2 separate regions of the Sus scrofa genome follow, and region 2 is linked to region 1. Evidence: chromatin contacts called from public HiChIP or PLAC-seq data. All regions are on one chromosome and are shown on one strand. The core of a region is the stretch at or near the end of the contact, and the rest is flanking DNA. Distances in the headings are between cores, read along the strand shown.

Region 1 (6,781 bases), core at 3,257-5,756:
AAAAATATTCCTTTTGTTTTTCTCTCAACCTTTTTTTTTTTTTTTTGAAAAAAATTCAAACCTCCAGAAAATCTGAAACAGTAATCAACACTTGTCTATCCTTCACTTAGATTCACCAATCATTACCAAACATTTGGCCATATTTGCTTTCTCTCTTTTTTTAACAGAACTATTTCAAAGTTAGCTGCAACACATCATGAAATCACTTTTTTTATTTTTTGCTTTTTAGGGCCACACTTATGGCACATGGAGGTTCCAGGGTAGGGGTCAAATTGGAGCTGCAGCTGCTGGCCTACGCCACAGCCACATCAATACCAGTTCCTTAACTCACTGACCAAGATCAGGGATCGAAGCTGCATCCTCATGGATACCAGTTGGGTTCATTACCACTCAGCAACAACGGGAACTCCATGAAATCGCTTTTAAATGTTTCAGCATGTATTCTCTAAGAGTATTATTTTATATATCCATAGCATCGTTACTACACCTATTAATAATTCTCCATTATCTAATATCCACAGACAACTTAAAAAAAAATGGGGGGAGGCCATATAGCTTTTTAGAAATCTGGAATCTGGAGTTCCCATTGTGGCTTAACAGGTTAAGAACTCTAATGCAGGTCCTATACTTGGCCTCCATTAGTGGGTCAGGGATCCGTTGTTGCCACAAGCTGTGGTGTAGCCCACAGATATGGCTTGGATCTTGAGTTGCTGTGGCTGTGGTGTAGGCTGGCAATTGCAGCTCTGACTGGACCCCTAGCCCAGGTACTTCCATATGCCATGAGTGCAGCCCTAAAATAAAAAGAAAAATTTTAAAAAGGAAGTCTAGAATCCAATCAATGATAACACATCACAGTTAGCTGTTGTCTATCTTCGCTCTACTTAAATCTACAACAGGAGCTAGGTTTGGTGGGGGGGGGTCTCTTTTGTTTGTTTAAGATTTAGTCTTTTATGACATTAACGTATTTGAAGCAGGAAACCCCACGTTTTAAAATTTATCTCTAATCTGCTATCTTCACCTTTTCTAGTTTATACCATTCAAAAAAAATTTCTCTCTAGATTTCTAGAGCTCATACTCTCCCTCCCTTTGAAGCCAAGCTCCTTTCGAAAAAAAGTATCACTTCATCTTTCTCAGATCTCCATTTGTTTCTGTCCCCCTCATGCCACCAATACTGTTCTAACATTACCAAAGGCTTTTTAGTGCCAAGTCCAAAGGACGTTTTTTCAGCTATCACCTTATCTCACTTCTCTGCAGCAGCTGCCATTTGTACCCATTATCTCCCTCAAGTGCTCTCAACCTTGGCATAATTCTCTTGTTCTCAGAGTCTATGTCCCTGAATGCTGTTATTCATCACAGTTGTCCTTGAGCTTTTCATTCCTTCCATGGCTTTTTTTTTTTTTTTTGTCTTTTTGCTATTTCTTGGGCCGCTCCCGCGGCATATGGAGGTTCCCAGGCTAGGGGTCTAATCGGAGCTGTAGCTGCCAGCCTACGCCAGAGCCACAGCAACGCGGGATCCGAGCCGCGTCTGTAACCTACACCACAGCTCACGGCAATGCCGGATCGTTAACCCACTGAGCAAGGGCAGGGACCAAACTCGCAACCTCATGGTTCCTAGTCGGATTCATTAACCACTGCGCCATGACAGGAACTCCTTTATTTGCTTTTAAAAAAAAATTTTTTTTTTAGGGCCGCACCCTCGGCATATGGAGGTTCCCAGGCTAGGGGTCCAATTGGAGCTACAGCTGCCAGCCAGTACCACAGCTCACTGCAATGCCAGATCCTTAGCCCACTAAGGCCAGGGATAGAACCCACAACTGTATGGTTCCTAGTCAAATCACTTCTGCTGCGATATAATGGGAACTCCTGTATTCCTTCTCTTAATTAACGGGAACACCAGTTCTCCAAATTTAAAAACTTCCTCATCCCCACCAATGAACCAATCACCATATCCTCAATTCTGCATCCTGTATACTTCACACATTCATCACCTTCTCTTTAGCACTACACTAATGGCAGTCAAGGCCCTCACCATCTCTCCCAAAGACCATCACAGAGAGATATTTAATCACTATACTTCCAATCCTCCATCTCCTGTCTGATCCACCCCCTACAAGTTATTTTTCTAAAACACAAATTGGTTCACATTGCTCATCTGTTTTAAGCCCCTTCCTTGACTTCTCATATAATGCTGGGGAACAATTTAGCATGGTGGCTAAGAACATAGGCACTGGAGTTAGAAAAAGCTGGATGTGAATGCTAGATTCTCCATCTATTAAACAGAGACACTGTTTAAACTCTCTAAGCCTCAGAGTTTTCATTTATAAAATGAGGACAACTGTGTCCTTCCAACAATGTTGTTAAGAGATTATAAATTGGTAATATCTAAAACATTTGTCTCAATACCCAAATTAATTGCTTAATAGTTGTTATAAGATGAAATCCAAATTACTTAGCATGGCCCTTTATGATCTGGTTACTGCCTACCTGTTCAGTCTCATTTCCCATTCCTCTCTCCCATTCTTCATTGCCATACTATTTCATATCACTTTGGTTTTTTTACCCATTTCCTTGGCCTGCAAAACCTAGCTCCCAGTGTCTTGCCCAATGAGTAAACTCTAGTCCGAACTTGATTCTGCCCTTTGAACCTTAAACACAACTCTATCACTTTGTATTACAGATATTTTGTTTCCCTCTCATACTAAATTGTTTCTTTCTTTCCCTTTTTTTTTTTTGCTTTTTAAGCTCACACCGGAGGCATATGGAGGTTTCCAGGCTAGGGGTCAAATCGGAGCTACAGCAACACAGGATCTGCGACCTACTCCACAGCTTACGGCAACTCCAGATCTTTAACCCAAGGAGTGAGGCCAGGGATCGAACCTGAAACCTCATGGTTCCTAATCAGATTCATTTCCACTGCGCCACAACGGGAACTCCCTAAACTGTTTCTTGAAAGCGGAGATAAGTGGAGAAAATAATACATACAACCTAATAACAGACATGGAAATTCACCTCAGAGACATGAAATCTTATCAATGTCTGTTGAACAAACTTATAGAAAGGACCTAAAATGATCATTCTGTTCCCAAATGAATTTAATGTAACTAATGGTTTATTTATTTTATTTCTTATTATTATTTAAAAAAATAACATCAAGCTAATAAGAGTTTACGTGAACTGGTTAGGACCTTCACACTTGGACATTTTTTTGGTGGGAGTTTTAGAACAGCTGTGGAAGAACATGGATTCAACTGGGTCCCCAAAATTGTTTTGGTCCAAAGCAGAAAAATAATAAAAAATAGGGCCTATAGTACTCAAGGTGGCCGATGTAAATATCAGTCAAAACGTCAATGTAGCAAAGTTAAGGGAGAGATGTCCATAAAGATTCCACCATGGGAACAATCAAATTGAGCAAACAGAAAACATGAGAATAGTAAGTATCTGGGAATAGTCCCTATTATAAGGAGATGGCCAAATACTTTAAAATACACTAGCCAATACCAAAACTGTGTAGGCTAGAAAAAGTGTGGCCTGCAGGCTTAGTGGTCTTAAAACACTAAGTAACATGAGGCAGGCGAATCTCCTTGTTCTAAAAGGTGATTATTAACAGCTCATTTACTTGGGTCAATAAGTTATATTTCTTCCTGAAATCCGAGATGCTATGTTTATCATATATGTACCAAGTCCACATTAAAAAAAAAAAATCCTTTCCTAACAATTATTAGAAAAAGATGTTTTAGGAATTCCCGTTGTGGCTCAGGGGTAACGAACCTGACTAGTATCCGTGAGGACCGGTTCGATTCCCGGCCTCACTTAGCGGGTTAAGGATCCAGCGTCACAGTGAGCTGCCATGTAGGTCTCAGACGCGGCTGGGATCCCGCATTTTTGTGGCTGTTGTGTAGGCTGGCAGCTGCGGCTCCGATTCGACCCCTAGCCTGGGAAATTCTATACGGTGCAGGGGCAGCCCTAAAAAGACCAAAGAAAGAAAGAAAAAGATGTTTCGGATGGAAGGCGAGGGATTTACTCGCATTATATTTTTTTTAATTAGAAAATTTTCAAAAAGGCAGCAAAATCTAGACTTCGCTAGCATTGTTGTGTTGGAAACTGCCGTGAGGCCTGCGAAACAAATTTAATCACAGTCGAACCTGCTTTGCTCTCCTCGGCAGAGCCACGTTAAAAAAGGAGTCGACCCGGGGTGGGGGTGGGGGGGGGTTGGTAGGGTATGCTGTCAGTCTGCAAAACGCCAGAGGATCAGAAAAGGGGAATGCCATTCACTACACAAGAATAGCACTGGCTGCGAAGGGTGGGCTGCACGGGGATGTTATACACGGATGCAGCGGCGAGGCTGTCACGGAGCTGCCTCCCCCTCCCGGCCTCGGGCCCCAGTCACTCACATGCGGGGACCGTGCCCCCTCGGGCTCCTCCCGCCTCGGAGACAGCAAGCCGCCGGGCGTGAAGAAGCCGACAACTTCCTGATTCCGGGCGCGTAACCCGGAAGCAATTCCCACGCCAGCGCCGAGGCTGCGGTCCTTTTTCCTGCCCCGCCCTTCCGCCAGAAGCTAAACGCGCGAAGCCTCGGAGTGCACGGGAACTCCCGCGACGTCTGGCAAGTACGCCTTCTTGCTCCCCCTGGCGTCCGGTTCTTCCTCTGAATTCGGTCCTTCCTCTGAATTCGGTCCTTTTCAGTCCTTGCTAGGGCCTTTCCTTCGCTAACACACACTTCATAGCTCAACTGATTCATTCAATGGGTATTTGCTGATCCTCTTACTACCTGCCTGGCACCGTGTTAGGCATTAAGAGGTGGGATTGGGAAGGATACGTAAATGGTGAGCAGGCCCTTACTCTTGTGACCTAAAAGAAAGACAAGCAAATAAATCGCTCACATGTACATATGGCCCACTCATAATGTTTATTGAGAATGTACTCTGTGCCAGACGTTACAGAGGTTTTTAGAGGTTCCCTTGTGGCTCAGCGGGTTAAGGAGCCAGCATTGTCACTGCAGCTACTCCGATTGCTGCTGTGGTGCAGGTCGATCTCTGGCCCAGGAACTTCCATATGCCAGAGGTCTGGCCAAAAAGGGGGGGAAAAAAAAAGACTTTATATCATGAAACCACTTCAGCAATTCTCATTTACCCTCATACCAACCAGCTGAGGTTTATGGAAAGGTTAAATTGCTCAAGATTACACTGGAAGTTCCCTTTGTTCAGGTTCTGGTCTGGAATAGGCTCTATGTGAATGCTGAACTGAACTGGAAGAGGCCAAGTTCTAACATGTTAGAGCTGTTAACAGTCTACTGGGTGAGAACAAAATTTGACACAAGCAGTTAGACAATGATGGAAGGGGACACCAAATTAAAGACCAAGAAGAGAGAAGGGGAGAGAGTCTACTGTAGAGTGGAGAGGTTTTCTGAAGAAGCTGGAACAAGGGCATGGACAAGGTTTGGGAAAGCATTACAAGGAGAAAGGCCATCTTGGGCAGAGGTCTGGAAGTGAGAAGACTGTTGCCACATTTAAGGCTTGGATAATAAAATAGGAAATCCAGCTGGAGAAGTCAGGGGTCAATGGTGAAGGTCCTTCAAGTTCAGACCAAGTGATTTGGGACTTTAACAAGCAAAGGGAAAACATCTAATACTTTGTGGCAATATCTTGTAGCGTTTTGGGAGGAAAGTTTTTGTGATTGTGTGTGTGTGTGATAGATTAGTGGGGGAAAGCCAAAAAGCAGAGAATGCAGGAAAAGGGCTCTTGAAATAATCCTGGTGTTAAAGGTATGAAACAGCAGTGGGAATGGGAACGAAGGGATACAATTTGGAGATGTTTGGAAAAAAAGAATTGATGGGTCTTGATAATGTGTCGCTTGAAGGGAGCAGAGAGATAAAGAATGACCTTCATGTTTCCAGCTTGAAAAATGATGTTTCTGTAAAAGTCTATAATTTCCTTTTCAATAAAGGGCATTTAGGGAGTTCCCTGGTGGCTTAGTGGTTAAGGATCTGGTGTTGTCTCTGCTGTGGCTCAGGTATCTGCTGTGGCTTGGGTTAATTCCTGGCCTGGGAAAAATTTGGTCAATCCTCAAAGGTATATTTTTATAAAGCAGCTCATAAAGTAAGGAGGCAGTGCCTATTCTTCACAGTGATTGGTTTATAGTATTAGAGTTTTCTTAGTGATAGAAAATGGGTTAAAAGTGGTTACCTCAGAGTTCCCATTGTGGCTCAGCAGGTTAAGAACCCAACTCCTATCCATGAGGTTGTGGGTTTGACCTCTGGGCTCCTTCAGTGGGTTAAGAATCCGATGTTGCCACAAGCTGTGGTGTAGGCTGCAGACGCTGCTTTGATCTGGCATTGTTGTGCCAGTGGTGTAGGCCAGCAGCAGAACTCCACCCCTAGCCTGGGAACTTCCATATGCTGGCGGCCCTAAAAAGAAAAAAAAGTGGTTACCCATATTAATTTTGGGGAACAGTTTCATTTATGATTTTCAGAGAAAAGAAGAACAAGAAGTGGCCCAAGTTAAGTTTTGCTTATTTTAAGAATCATCTAGGAGTTCCTGTTGCGGCTCAGTGGAATCTAAGATCTATGAGGATGCAGGCTTGATCCCTGGCCTTGCTCAGTGGGTTAAGTATATGGCATTGCCATGAGCGACTCAGATCTGGCATTGCTACGGCTGGGGTGTAGGCCAGCGGCTACAGCTCTGATTCAACCCCTAGCCTGGGAACCTTCATATGCCACGGATGCAGCCCTAAAAAAAGAAAGAAAGAAAGAAAGAAATCTAAATTAAATTTTATTTGTATGACC
Region 2 (6,139 bases), core at 100-2,599, 290 kb before region 1:
AGATTACTATCCCTGAATCAATTAGAAAGGGTAGCACGTGGGGGCACAACTAAACATGAATTTCATCATCAAGTGGACTGTGAATAGCAAAAATCTTAAATTTAAGATTTGAAACATACACTCCTTTTACTTCTCAGGACTGCAAACAAATTGAAACTAAACCAACAACAGACTGATGAATGTAGAGTTGCTAAGAGTCTCAAGAAACGCCTAAAAGGGGGTCGGGGTGGGAGTGGAGAGTAACTTAAAAGTCTGCTCTCCAACTAAACAACTTTAAAGAATTTAGTGCATTTGCACAAGAAGTACACTACCAGGCAGAGGGGAAAAGGTTACTTGAGTTTGAACAAACCCTTATAAAATGCTAAAGAAATAATCTCGATTCTAGGTCACCCTGTAATTATTCCCAATGGGAAAGAGCCAACTCTGGATAAAGTGAGGTCGTGCTTAAGAATTTTCCTCACTTTTCTTGTCCCCCTACAGACGGTCCCAAGCTCTCATCAGAACCTCTTAGGAGTCTAGAAGAAAAATTCATACGTGCAGAGCTGGGGGAGCAAGGGAAGGGGCCACCCACGAGCAAACAACCACCTGTGCGAGGTGGAGACCACCCCCCCAAGAAGGAGTTCTGTTTAAAGTGAGAAGCAGCTCTTGTGGTGGCTTTCCGAACCCAGGACCGACACTAGTTACTCACCCAACTCCACTGTCCCTTATGCCAGAACTCCAGCCACCGGCCCCCTCCCGGCTGAGGGCAGCCCCTCCAAAGCCCTACGCCCCCAGACCCGGGTCTGCTCCCACACCCAGCCATCTCCAAAGCTCGCTGCCGGCTCCTTTGCCTGACAGCTGTCTTGCCGCCACCAGGCAGCCCCAACTTCCTTCTCCCAGGTCCCCCAAACCAGCCTTCTGGGGTCGGTGGCACCCCAGGCCCGCGGGATTTAGGGTTTAGGATCTGGAAGGGTTTGGTCCAATCCCCTCTTCCTTTCAGCGTCCTGGGCTCACCTCCCCGGCAGCTTGGCGCTTCTCTTCCAAAACTGCTTGCTGTTCTCGGCGGCCATTGCTCCAGCCCGGGGAAGGCCTTGTAGGTGGGCCGGGGGGGTGGGGGTGCTACCCAGCAGATGCCCCCAAGACCCCGCAATCGCAGGGCCAGCCCAGGCCGCTTCCCAGCCGCCGGTCACCCGCTCCCAGCTCCCGGGAGCGCCATCTTGGATGTGGGCACCACCACCCCCCATCCAGTGCCGCTGCCATTGGTGGGCTGCGCTGGCCGTGGTCAGATGAGCCAATCGGGAGCTGGAATCCTGCACGCCGCTGATGCCGAACTGTAACGTCAGGGGCGGGGCACACAGGTGAACCGGGAAGGCGGAGCTTGGACGAACAGGGAGGCGGGGCCGAAAGTTCTTAACCCAAGCTGGGGAAGAAGCAGGTAAAGAAAGAGACCTACGGGAAGGAGGAGAGGGTTCTGTTTTCTTTGGGGGAGGGGGCAGTAATGAGGTTCCTGAGTGTAGTATTTTGGAGAAAGAGAGAGCATATTATATGAACATACATACATCCTTGACCTAAAAATAAGGGCACACGAGTGGGTTGCAGCCCATTTTTAACGTCTCCCAACTCAACAACACTCTGGTTATTACTTTCCCCGTCCCGGTTGCCTTGGTACCCTGATATTTTGTAAACTATGGAGGAAGATCAATACTGATCTGATGGCTCAGAGCTGCCAACTGTTCAACACATGAGTAACGGTTGGTTCAAAAGAGCCTCTCTCTCCTAAGGTAATTGATCACTATTAAAGGACTTGTGCTGTGGATGAAATTCAAATGATCAAACCTCTGTTTCAACCAATAACTGCCACTTTCTGACCATGAGAATCCAGATGCTGACAAACTGTTTAGGAAATATTCTTATTTTATCCATCCAATTCAGAATACCAAGTAACATTTCCTGAGAGGACAAAGCACATCCCCAAGGCATGAATCACAAATATTAAGAATGTACCCCCAAACGGAGTTCCCACTCCTGCTGTAGTGCCACAGGATCAGCAGCTGGAGCGCTGGGATGCAGGTTCAATCCCTCACCTGGCCCAGTGAGTTAAGGATCCAGCATTGTCACAGCTGCTGTGTAGCTCACAACTGCGGCTTGGATCTGATCCTTGGACCAGGAGCTCCATATGCCGCAGGATGCAAAAAAAGAAAAAAAAAGATAATGTACCTCCGAAACATCCTTATTTTCTCTTATTAATCCATTATAAATCTTTCACCCTTGACCTTACTTTCAATCTACTTTTGGCTCAGAATGAGAGTTTGTTTTTTGTTTTGTTTTGTTTTGGTTCTTTTTGGCAGCATCCATGGCATGCAGAAGTTCCCAGGCCAGGAAAGTGCCACTGCAGTGACCAGAGACACTTCAGTGACAGTGGCTGAATTCAACCCACTCAACCCACTGAGCCACACAGGAAATCCTCAGAATGAGATTTAATATTAGCATTTTGAATTCTTTAATTAAATTTATTTATTTATTTTTGTCCTTTTAGGGCCACACCCACGGCATATGGAGGTTCCCAGGCTAGGGATCTAATCAGAGCTGTAGCCTCTGGCCAGTACCACAGCCATAGCAATGTGGGATCCAAGCTACGTCTGCAACCTACACCACAGTTCACTGCAATGCCAGATCCTTAACCCACTGAGCAAGGCCAGGGATCAAACCCACAACCTCATGGTTCCTAGTAGGATTCATTTCCGCTGAGCCACGACAGGAACTCCTAGCATTTTGAATTCTTTATCGCATATCTTGTTGGTGTTTTTGCTCTTTTGAGTTTCTGTGGTTGTATGCCACAGTGATGGGGGGAGGGTAGAGGGGACAGGGAGGACACCCTAGTCCAGATAGTTTTTTTTTTTTTTATCTCAAAGGTCTGTTGAGATAGGCTGATGTTCTCCACTCTTGGTACTAGCACAGTCCTACATCATATTGGGAGGTCTAAAGGAACTTCTTTTATATGCCCTCTAACGGTCTACTTCTACATAGACATAAGCCCATTTTCAAGCTTCTTTTGTCCCCTAATTTCACAATATAAAAAGGGCTATTTTAATTTGCTCTGAATTTCCCATGTTTTCATTGATTTTCATCCTATCTTGTCTCAGAGTCACCCTTATGGGTATTTACTCCATCACACAAAATCCCCTCTATCCTTTTAATCATTATAGCTGCCTTTCTTTGGCTCTTTTTCTTATGATGCAGTGTCTAGCATTGCATACTGAGCTCCAAAAGGCATTTCCTTAGGTTTGCGTTGAAGTTGGTGTTTTGTCTTCCTTCTGGACCACCAGAACTTTTGCTGGCACTTTGGATTTTACAGGAGCTGATGTCTTTTTTCTTTTTCTTTTTTCTTTTTTTTTTTTCCTTTTTGCCATTTCTTGGGCTGCTGCCATGGCATGTGGAGTTTCCCAGGCTAGGGGTCAAATCAGAGCTGTAGCCACTGGCCTACAGCAGAGCCACAGCAACTCGGGATCCGAACCACGTCTATGACCTACACAACAGCTCACAGCAACGCCGGATTCTTAACCCACTGAGCAAGGCCAGGGATCGAACCCGCCACCTCATGGTTCCTAGTCGGATTCATTAACCACTGAGCCACAACAGGAACACTGAGGAGCTGATATCTTGAAGGGATCATCTACAGCAACTTCTGATCCCTTTCCTCAGTGGAAGCTGGCAGTTCAGAGTTCATTGTCTTAAAGGTGTCACCTGAATTGTCCCCTCTGTGTGAGCTGCCTTACATGTGTCCACATGGCAAATCACCTGTGACTTTCTAGCCTCCTCACATAACTTTAGAAATGTTCCAGAAGATGCTCCCTATTGACTTGACATTTCACTATGTGGAAAGCAGAGTGTAATCTGTTATACCTAAAAATGTCTCAAAGTATTCCTTTTTCTTAATCATTTATGAAATGTTAAATAACACAGATTCCCAGGGGATACTGTTAACACTGTTCAACCCAGAGAAGCTGTTAATATTCCTACTCTTTATTTTCTACTCCTAAGCCAGTTTCCCATCCAAGATTAAAAAAAAAAAAAGAGTCTAGGAGTTCTCTCGTGGCATAGCAAGTTAAGGATCTGGCATTGTCACTATAGTGGCTTAAGTCGCTGCTGTGACAAAGGTTTGATCCCCAGCCCCAGGGACTTCCACATTCTATAGGCATGGCCAAAAAAATTTTTTTTAGTTGTCTGGTGATAACTTTTTAAAATAGTCTTTGTTGGAGTTCCTGTTGTGGCTCAGCAGTAATGAACCCAGCTAGTATCCCTGGCCTTGCTCAGTGGGTCAGGGATCTGGGATTGCTGTGAGCTGTGGTGTAGGTCATAGACACAGCTCGGATCTGGCATCTCTGTGGCCGTGGTGTAGGCTGGCTGCTACAGCTTGCCTGGGAAATTCCTGTGCTGCAGTGTGGCCCTAAAAAGACCAAAAAAAAAAAATCTTTGGTTTGAGGTTCCCAAGGGGTCCTTGGGGCACTTTTTTTTTTCTTCTTTTTTTTAGGGCCACACCCACGGTATATAGAGGTTCTCAAGCTAGGGGTCAAATCAGAGCTGCAGCTGCCAGCCTACGCCACAGCCACAGCAACACAGGATCCGAGCCACATCTCTGACCTACACCACAGCTCATGGCAATGCCAGATCCTTAACCCACTGAGCGAGGCCAGGGATTGAACCCGCAAATCTCATGGTTCCTAGTCAGATTCTTTTCTGCTGAGCCAAGGCGAGAACTCCTTTGAAGCACTTTTTAAATTTTTTCATTTTTGCCTTTTTAGGGCTGCAGCTGAGGCACATGGAATTTCCCAGGCTAGGGGTCACATCGGAGCTGCAGCTGCCAGCCTCAGCCACAGCTACAGCCACGCCAGATCTGAGCCTTATCTGTGACCTGCACAACAGCTCATGGCAATGCTGGATCCTTCTTCCACCGAGCAAGGCTCAGATGGAAACTGCATTCATGGATACTCGTTGGGTTGGTTACCATTGACCCACACCCGGAACTTCCATCAAACGTTTGATTATTTTGAAACTGAAGTAGAAGGATCCCAGTGTCATCTATCTGCCAGCAAGTTTTTAACTTTTCTCTCTTTGACTGAATCCTCGAAGGAGCGTGAAACAGCTTAGATTGGAGCAGAGTGTGGAGCAAAGGGAATGAGTTGTGTCTGGGTTGACTGTGGACTCAAAAGAGGTGGGCGTATCCCAGTCCTTAGCTAAAGCTCTATGGAAGAGATAAACCCTGAGTGGAGACATGCAGGAAAGGAATGAGAAAGACCTGAAGGACCATAGGGAGGTCCTTTCAGAGCAGCAGCTCCAGGGAGAGATAAAAATCAAGAAAAAGGCCTTTGGACTTAGTTACAAGGAGATAGCTAGCAGACTTTAACCTCCCCGTAGGAGTGGAGTGGACCCTGTGCTGAGTGGAAGGACTAAAGGAAGAAGAGCAGAAAGCAGCCCTCATAATGCACTGCTGTGTGTTGGTCCATGTGGGGAGCCGAGAAAATGCAGGGACTCAAAACAAGGACCTTGCCTGATGGCAAAAAAAAACCCTGAAGGCAGGTTCCTAACCAAAGAAGGGAACTCACCTGAATGGTACAAGCCGAAGGTGGGCTTCTGGTCAGGATGAAAGCCTGCCTGTTTGGTACAAGCCGAGGGCAGGCCTCAGGTTACACAGCTCTCATTTTGATGTTGATGGGGAAGAATTGGGGCTCCCCTGGGAAAACAATTTCCATGTTTGCACTGGAGAACATGGATTGTTTCTTGGGTGACCTAGTCTTTCCTGTTGTTTTGTTACTCAGTTTTCCCCCGTCTTTCCTGATTATTTACTTATTATTCTTATTTTCCATTCTTATTTTCCTGTGGTGATTTGTGATTTAACAAAGTTACAACAATAATATAATAAGAATTTCATCCTGAAGGACTTTCCCCTATTTAAATCCAACTTAGTTAAAACATAGTGTTTATTTATTAACTAGTTATATAGTAAACTTCAGAGTTAGGATCTTAATGAGGTTCATAAAAGTTAGACATATATTATCCAAAAAACCTATCTGTGAGTTTTGTCTTTGATTTTAAAAGCTTTTAAGTGATAGCTAGTTTAGTTAAGTTGGTTTATATTTACTTACACTATCTCCCTGCCATA

The links. HiChIP or PLAC-seq counts read pairs in DNA pulled down with a chosen protein or histone mark.
Region 2: an H3K27ac HiChIP or PLAC-seq map of alveolar macrophages shows a contact between it and region 1. The contact joins the promoter of TMEM217 here to the promoter of PPIL1 in region 1. A contact is called at or near these places in 3 of 47 Hi-C or Micro-C datasets (embryonic fibroblasts, liver and skeletal muscle) and 1 of 2 datasets of contacts at active chromatin or transcription factors (alveolar macrophages).

The regions. Positions count from the first base shown.
Region 1 is chr7:32,545,599-32,552,379 of Sscrofa11.1, reverse strand. PPIL1 (peptidyl-prolyl cis-trans isomerase-like 1) reads left to right here and starts at 4,506. Exons shown (of 5, transcript XM_003128368.5): 1 at 4,506-4,607. C7H6orf89 (bombesin receptor-activated protein C6orf89 homolog) reads right to left here. Exons shown (of 10, transcript XM_021098652.1): 2 at 4,392-4,848.
Region 2 is chr7:32,834,325-32,840,463 of Sscrofa11.1, reverse strand. TMEM217 (transmembrane protein 217) reads left to right here and starts at 1,349. Exons shown (of 2, transcript XM_001927644.5): 1 at 1,349-1,414. TBC1D22B (TBC1 domain family member 22B) reads right to left here and starts at 1,286. Exons shown (of 13, transcript XM_003128372.4): 1 at 994-1,286. The coding sequence starts at 1,223.